Linked DNA regions of Hordeum vulgare: region 2 is linked to region 1. A link is a contact called in public Hi-C data. All regions are on one chromosome and are shown on one strand. The core of a region is the stretch at or near the end of the contact, and the rest is flanking DNA. Distances in the headings are between cores, read along the strand shown. Region 1 holds the start of LOC123442806. Region 2 holds the start of LOC123442807 (tryptophan aminotransferase-related protein 2-like).

The links. A called contact is a pair of places that touch in the nucleus more often than the background predicts.
Region 2: a Hi-C map of seedling shows a contact between it and region 1, with 4 times the contacts expected there. The contact joins the promoter of LOC123442807 here to the promoter of LOC123442806 in region 1. A contact is called at or near these places in 2 of 6 Hi-C or Micro-C datasets (leaf and seedling) and 1 of 1 datasets of contacts at active chromatin or transcription factors (embryo).

The regions. Positions count from the first base shown.
Region 1 is chr3H:32,930,772-32,933,758 of MorexV3_pseudomolecules_assembly, reverse strand. LOC123442806 reads left to right here and starts at 1,451. Exons shown (of 3, transcript XM_045118955.1): 1 at 1,451-1,803; 2 at 1,920-2,063; 3 at 2,513-2,987. The coding sequence starts at 1,789. The coding sequence ends at 2,626.
Region 2 is chr3H:33,354,547-33,357,533 of MorexV3_pseudomolecules_assembly, reverse strand. LOC123442807 (tryptophan aminotransferase-related protein 2-like) reads right to left here and starts at 1,505. Exons shown (of 5, transcript XM_045118956.1): 1 at 542-1,505; 2 at 1-110. The coding sequence starts at 996.

The DNA.
Region 1 (2,987 bases), core at 202-2,701:
AGTCGGCGTGTGTGCCAGATGTATGATGCCTAGGGATTCAGTTTTTGCTCCCTGGTAACCTGACGGGCTGGCGGCTGAGAACTTTGAGCATGGTAACCTATAGATAGGCCTTATGATGACTCCGCCAAGGAGGGTTACAAGAGATATATAAGTGAAGAGATAAAACACATGTTAAGGAAATCATACAACTTAAAATAATGCATACTTGCTCGATCTTGTAAGATGATAAGGACCAAAGCTACCGTGTGTGAGCGTAAAGGACTGGTAGGCGCCGGTGCGCCGGCCGAAAAGTTTCCGTCGGTCATGTCCCACCCGTTGGATGCGAGCCATGTGATTATCGGATCTAGGCAAAAAAATCTCCTCGACTTCGTCTTCCTCGGGTTGGATCCGCAGCTCCCGTTTGGGGTTCTCGTCACCGCGCCTCCGATCTCCTCTGGCGGTTGTCCTCGTCACCAGTCCCCACCCTCGTCGGTCGTCCTCGTCGCCGGTCCACATCCTCTCCGTCCCTCCTCGTCATCGGTCCCCACCCTCGTCAGTTGTCCTTGTCGTCGTCTCAACACGTGCAACAACTGTACCTGTGGTTGCAGCTCTCACCCGCGACTGTTGTAGCTCCTCCGCCGCCCCTCGGCATTGATGCTCGCTAGTCACTAAACGGAATTGCGTCGGCGGCGGCCACCAGTAATTCAACGTCGTTGAATGGATGTAGCAAAAAAGTTCAACGGTAGTAGCAAAATCCAATTATGGTTGCAGCAAAAATCATCGTCGATGTCGTCGCGAGGTCGAACACCGCCTTGATGGATGTAGCAAAAAAGTTCGTTTGTAGTAGCAAAGTGCAACTACGTTTGCAGGAAAAATGTCGCAGCCATCGCTAGGTCATAGGTCAACCTTGATGGATGTAGCAAAAAAATTAGCCGGTAGTAGCAAAGTGCAACTACGGTTGCAGCTTTCCTTGCTGTGCACAGTCGATTGAAGCTTTCTTTGTCTATGATTGAAGCTCTTTTAGATGACGGTTGCAACACTTGTATATGCACGTGCCCCAGCCATGACGATAGGCGATGAGGACGACAGACGGAGGTTGGAACCGATGATGCAGGCGACCGGCGAGGACGGGAACCGACGATGCGGACGGTCGATGGGGACAGGCACCGACGATGCGGACGGCAACAGCGCATGGACAAGCCATTGGTGGGCCTCCTCGGCCATGCGCCCCACCACACGAGAGAATCAGGCCGCCAGATCAGAGATAATTGCACGTTTAGTCCTGGTACTTGCTGGTGCTGTCCAATTCAGTCCTCGTACTTGCGAAATGCTTCAATACGGTCTCGATGCACGAAAATACGTCGTCAATACAGTCGGTAAGGTTGAAACCACAGTCCCGACGATACATGACCCGCGGTACCGCGTACTCCACTGTATTCCACGTTATCCTGGTCCCGCGCGTCAGAGGGGACCACCGTCAGCTCGAGTGGATAACGCGCTGTACCGTTTCGTCGTCGTCGTTTTCGTCGGTGCGCTCCCAACATCAACACGACCCCGTGCCGGTTGCGGCAGCCGAGCCGGGGAGCACGGCGCTCTACGCGGTACAGCCTCTGCAGGGTCTTCATCCTCCTGCTGCTCCGGCCGTCGGCGTCGTCGCCGTCGCAGCCGGCGACGAGCTCGGACTCATTGGCGAGATGGACAGGAGCTCCACGCCGCTGCTTCCTTATCCGCGACGGAGGTCGCGCGCCGCGAGAGGAGTAGCGGCTGCTTCTTCTCCGGCCGCCCCTCGTCCGCTGCTCCGACCACGCCATGGACCTCGTCAAGGTGACCCCCCCTCGCCCCTCTTCTCCTCCCCGCACCTCTCTCCCTCTTTTTCTTACTCCTTGTTCAATTTGATGTGGTTTCCTCACGCACCCCTTGTTGCTCTGTTGGTGCTGCAGATGAAAATCCAGTGTGCACCGTTGTTCGCTGAAGTTGGTGATGCAGGAGGTGTTCCAGATCCAAGTATGCGTGTCTCGGCTGAAGAAACATTTCCTATCCGAGCTAGGAGTGGAGAAAGATGTCATTTTGAAATGCCAATCCTGGTAATGCTAACGTTCATCAAGGTTCTCGTGTTTGAACAAAGCCATGCGTCTGTAGCTTGTTTTGCCTGTGTCTCTCTTGGAGATCGTTGTTACTGAATTCTAGTACTAGTTCATACAGCTAGACATTAAGTGAGATGCATTCTGACATTTTGTACAGTAATTAATTAGAAAAATGTGCTATATACTCGCTCCGCTCCTAAATATTTGTCTTTCTAGAGATTTCACTACGAACTACATACGGATGTATATAGACATAATTTAGAGTGTAAGTTCATTCATTTTGCTCCGTATGTAGTCCATAGTTGAATCTTTAAAAAGACAAGTATTTAGGAATAGATGGAGTACTTACTTGGGTAAGGGGATGGATGTATTGATAATTTTTGGTTTCTCTCTGTTCATTTGATGCGGTTTCCTCATGCCCCCTTGGTGCTCCTGCTTCTCTCCTGCAGATGACAAGCCCTGTTGTTCGTTCAAGTTGGTGCTGCAGTAGAACATACCCCTGCCCTGGAGTTGTTCCAGATCCAAGCATGCGTGTCTCAGGTCAAGAAATATTTCCTGTCTGAGCTAGGCGTGGACAGAAAAATATGTCATCCAGCGCCGGTCGTCTCCAGCTCCTCGTCTCATCTTGCCGCATCTCATAGTGTTGACGTATCACACGGCACCACCGGCATCTCGATGTCTCCACGCGCCTTTGCTGAAGCTTCGTCGTCGCAGCAACCGTCACGTCCGCCAAATTAACATACAAATGGTGGGAGGAAGAGGAGAGGACTGAGACAGCAGAGACGGGGGCGAATGCAAAAACAGAGCCACTCTAGCTGACGGGTGGGTCCCCTCTGATGCGCGGGGCCAGGATGACGTGGAATACAAGGGAAGTAGGGTCGTGTATTGCCGGAACTGAGGTTACAACCTTAGGGACTGTATTAA
Region 2 (2,987 bases), core at 256-2,755, 420 kb before region 1:
AGACGTTGCTGATGTCTGAAAAGTACGACATGGTTTGCCAGCCCGGGATGACGAGCTCCGCCGCGTCGCCGGTCTCCCGCCAGAAGGCCTCAAACATGGTCGGGTCCCCGCTGCAGCCGACAGAACGAATGTCAAACGCGTTTGCAACTTTGTATATGAAATGAGATTGGAATAGATTCGGAGGGTTTTTAAAAACAAAGGTGAGAACAGATTCGGAGGGTTTTTTTAGAACGAAATTGGGAACAGATTCGGGCGCGGGCGGCCATCAACCATGATTCGAGCTCATGTGGTGCTGCTTCGATGGCGGAAATAGACTAGTTGCGAAAATGAGAGCAAAATCATGGCGACAGGTGCATGCACGGCGGATGAATCTGGCATCGACCGCCCCAAGATCGGAGTTCATTCCTCCTTGACATTGACACTGAACAAGGACATGCTCCGCGGGGAAGAGGACCCATTGCCGGCTCGTCAAATTACAGATAGTATTTTTACTGCAAAAATTTACCACGGGGAAAAAAGAATCAAGGAACAGAGACTTAACTGGTCGAGGTTAATAACCGAATCCGAAGTAACTGCTGGTTTCCCGGTGGACGGCGCTCTCGCCGTCGCGCCGCTCGTGCCCGGCTGCGGGGCGCAGGCGTGCTGTTGCTGATCAGGAGAGATGACACCGTGATGGTGGTGGTGCGGCTGGTTGACGATGTACTGCTGGAGTAGGAGCGGGAGCGCGGCGACATTGAATGCGAGAGAGACAAAGATGCCGACCAGCCAAAGTGGCATGCGTCCCGCCGGCCGCCTCCGGCCGGTGTCCTTGGTGGCGGAGTGTACGCTGGTATCGCCTCTTGGCTTCTTTCCCCGGAGCGACTTGTCGCTGCCGTTCGTGGTCACCGCGCCACCGCCGCCGCTGCCGCAGGGAGAAGCGAACACTTGCACCGACGGCGGCATTAGGCCGCCGTTCCCTTGGAACTCCGCCGCCGTGCGGCGCCGGGGCGGCGCCATGACGCCCGGAGGAATCAAAGCCTTTTCTAGTGTGAGAACCAGCCCACTAAAAAGAAAAACGACAACAACGAACCACAACAACAACAACAACAACAGATGTCTTTTGGCGAGAAGGGCTCTTCGATCGGCTGGAATCAGCCGGCTTTTGGGGGAGAAAGATTCAGCGGAGGTGCCCAAACCGACGGGTTCAGTTCAGAGCTCGGACCTCGGAGCTGCTTGACTAGTTACGGCAAGTAATGAAGTCCCACCTGTTTCTCTCCCTCTCTCCAGCGCTGAGGCTGACTTCACTGACGCCCGAGCCCTGCCACTCTCTCTGCTGTTGCTCTGTGAATCTGAGCAGCTGAAGCACTGGAGCAGTGATGAGGAGGTGGGGCTGGGAGAGAGAAGCAGCGTCTGTGCGATGTGAACGGTCGATGGAACAGGCAGAGTGCGCAGCTGCTTCAGCGTAGTGGCGCAGAGGGAGGTGGAGGTGGAGGTGGAGGGAGGAGCAGGGTCTGGGTGCCTCGACTGCACTGCACTGCACTGCACTGCACGGCTTTATTTATATTCTTTCTGTTTCCGTGTGCAACGGCGAGGATGATGATTGACAGCGTGTTTAAAGATTCAATTGTTGAATTACAGGCGGCCCCTATATGTATGTGAAGTAAATTCTGAAAATCTGGGGTAAAATGGACAAATCTGATATGTCACACAAGAAAATCGCAAAGTAAATCGTGTTCGAAACAAATTTATTGACATAACCTTTTGTGTGGTGGCCGACAGGAAGCGTCACACTAAAATCTAGTGCTTAGTGACACGGTATCAAAAGATACAACTTTGTGTGGACCCTTTTTGATAGAAAGATATATGCAAGAGGCTAGATAGTTTGAGAGTTGTCACATCCATACAACCAAACAAAGGTGACACTTTCTGCCTTTTAAAAAAAGTGACACTTTTCGTTTCTGGTCAGATTTTTGAATGGTAGAAAATTCCAACACACCCTTGGCACACAGATTTCAGAGGTTGTTCTCTTTTGCAATTGATGTTTTTTCCACTGCTGAAGAGGTTTTCCTCCTTTCTGAGGCAATGACATGACCAGCTTGTTCCATCTGCCACTCTCTAAAAGAGCTATTGAAGAGTTACAAACTATGCAAACCCTAATCCAGAATTTACACAGAGATCATTCAAGGAATGATGTCTGGCTATGGGGGGAAGATGGAAAAGGGTACTCAACCAAAAAAATACATGCATGTTCACAAACCAATCACTGGCAATCCTTTACTTAACTGGATCTGGAAGAGTTGTTGTACAATGAAGATCAAGGTTTTCTCCTCAATGCTGATCATGGACAGGTTAAACACATAGGACATGCTCGAGAGAAGGCACTGGAATGTTTGTGAGTCTAACCTGTGTGCTCTATGCCATGCAAGGATCAAGGAAGACATGGATCATTTGTTCTTCACTTGCATGTTTAGCACGAGAGCGTGGAACTACCTACAATTTGACTGGCAGGGGGGCTCCATGTGGGACATTTTCATAGGTGCAAGGAGGGATTTCCAAAAACCTTTCTTCACTGAAGTGGTTCTCACTGCCTGCTGGAACATCTCGACTACAAGGAATGCTAAAGTATTCAGAAATGAGCATCCTAGATTCAGCACATGGAATAGAAACTTTGTGCATGACATTTCCTTACTAGCTCATAGAATTAAGGCTAGTTTTAGGGATGACCTGTTAAAATGGGTTTCATTCTTACCCCCTTGAGGTTAGTACATTGTGTTTTTGTTTGTCCAATAGACTAGTCATGTACATTGTAATCTGTGTTATAAAATAAAAGAAAAGGTTGTGGGGTGTTTTGCTCTATAGTAGTCGGTCAAAAAAAGAAAGGAATGAGGGCCTGTACCCTCTTGGTCCCCTCTGAAGACAATTCTGAAGGCCCCTCAGTGTCCGGAGCCATTAGTAGCAGTTTCTCCACGAAGGGAAACTGCTACACCACATCCGATGTCGTCCACAAC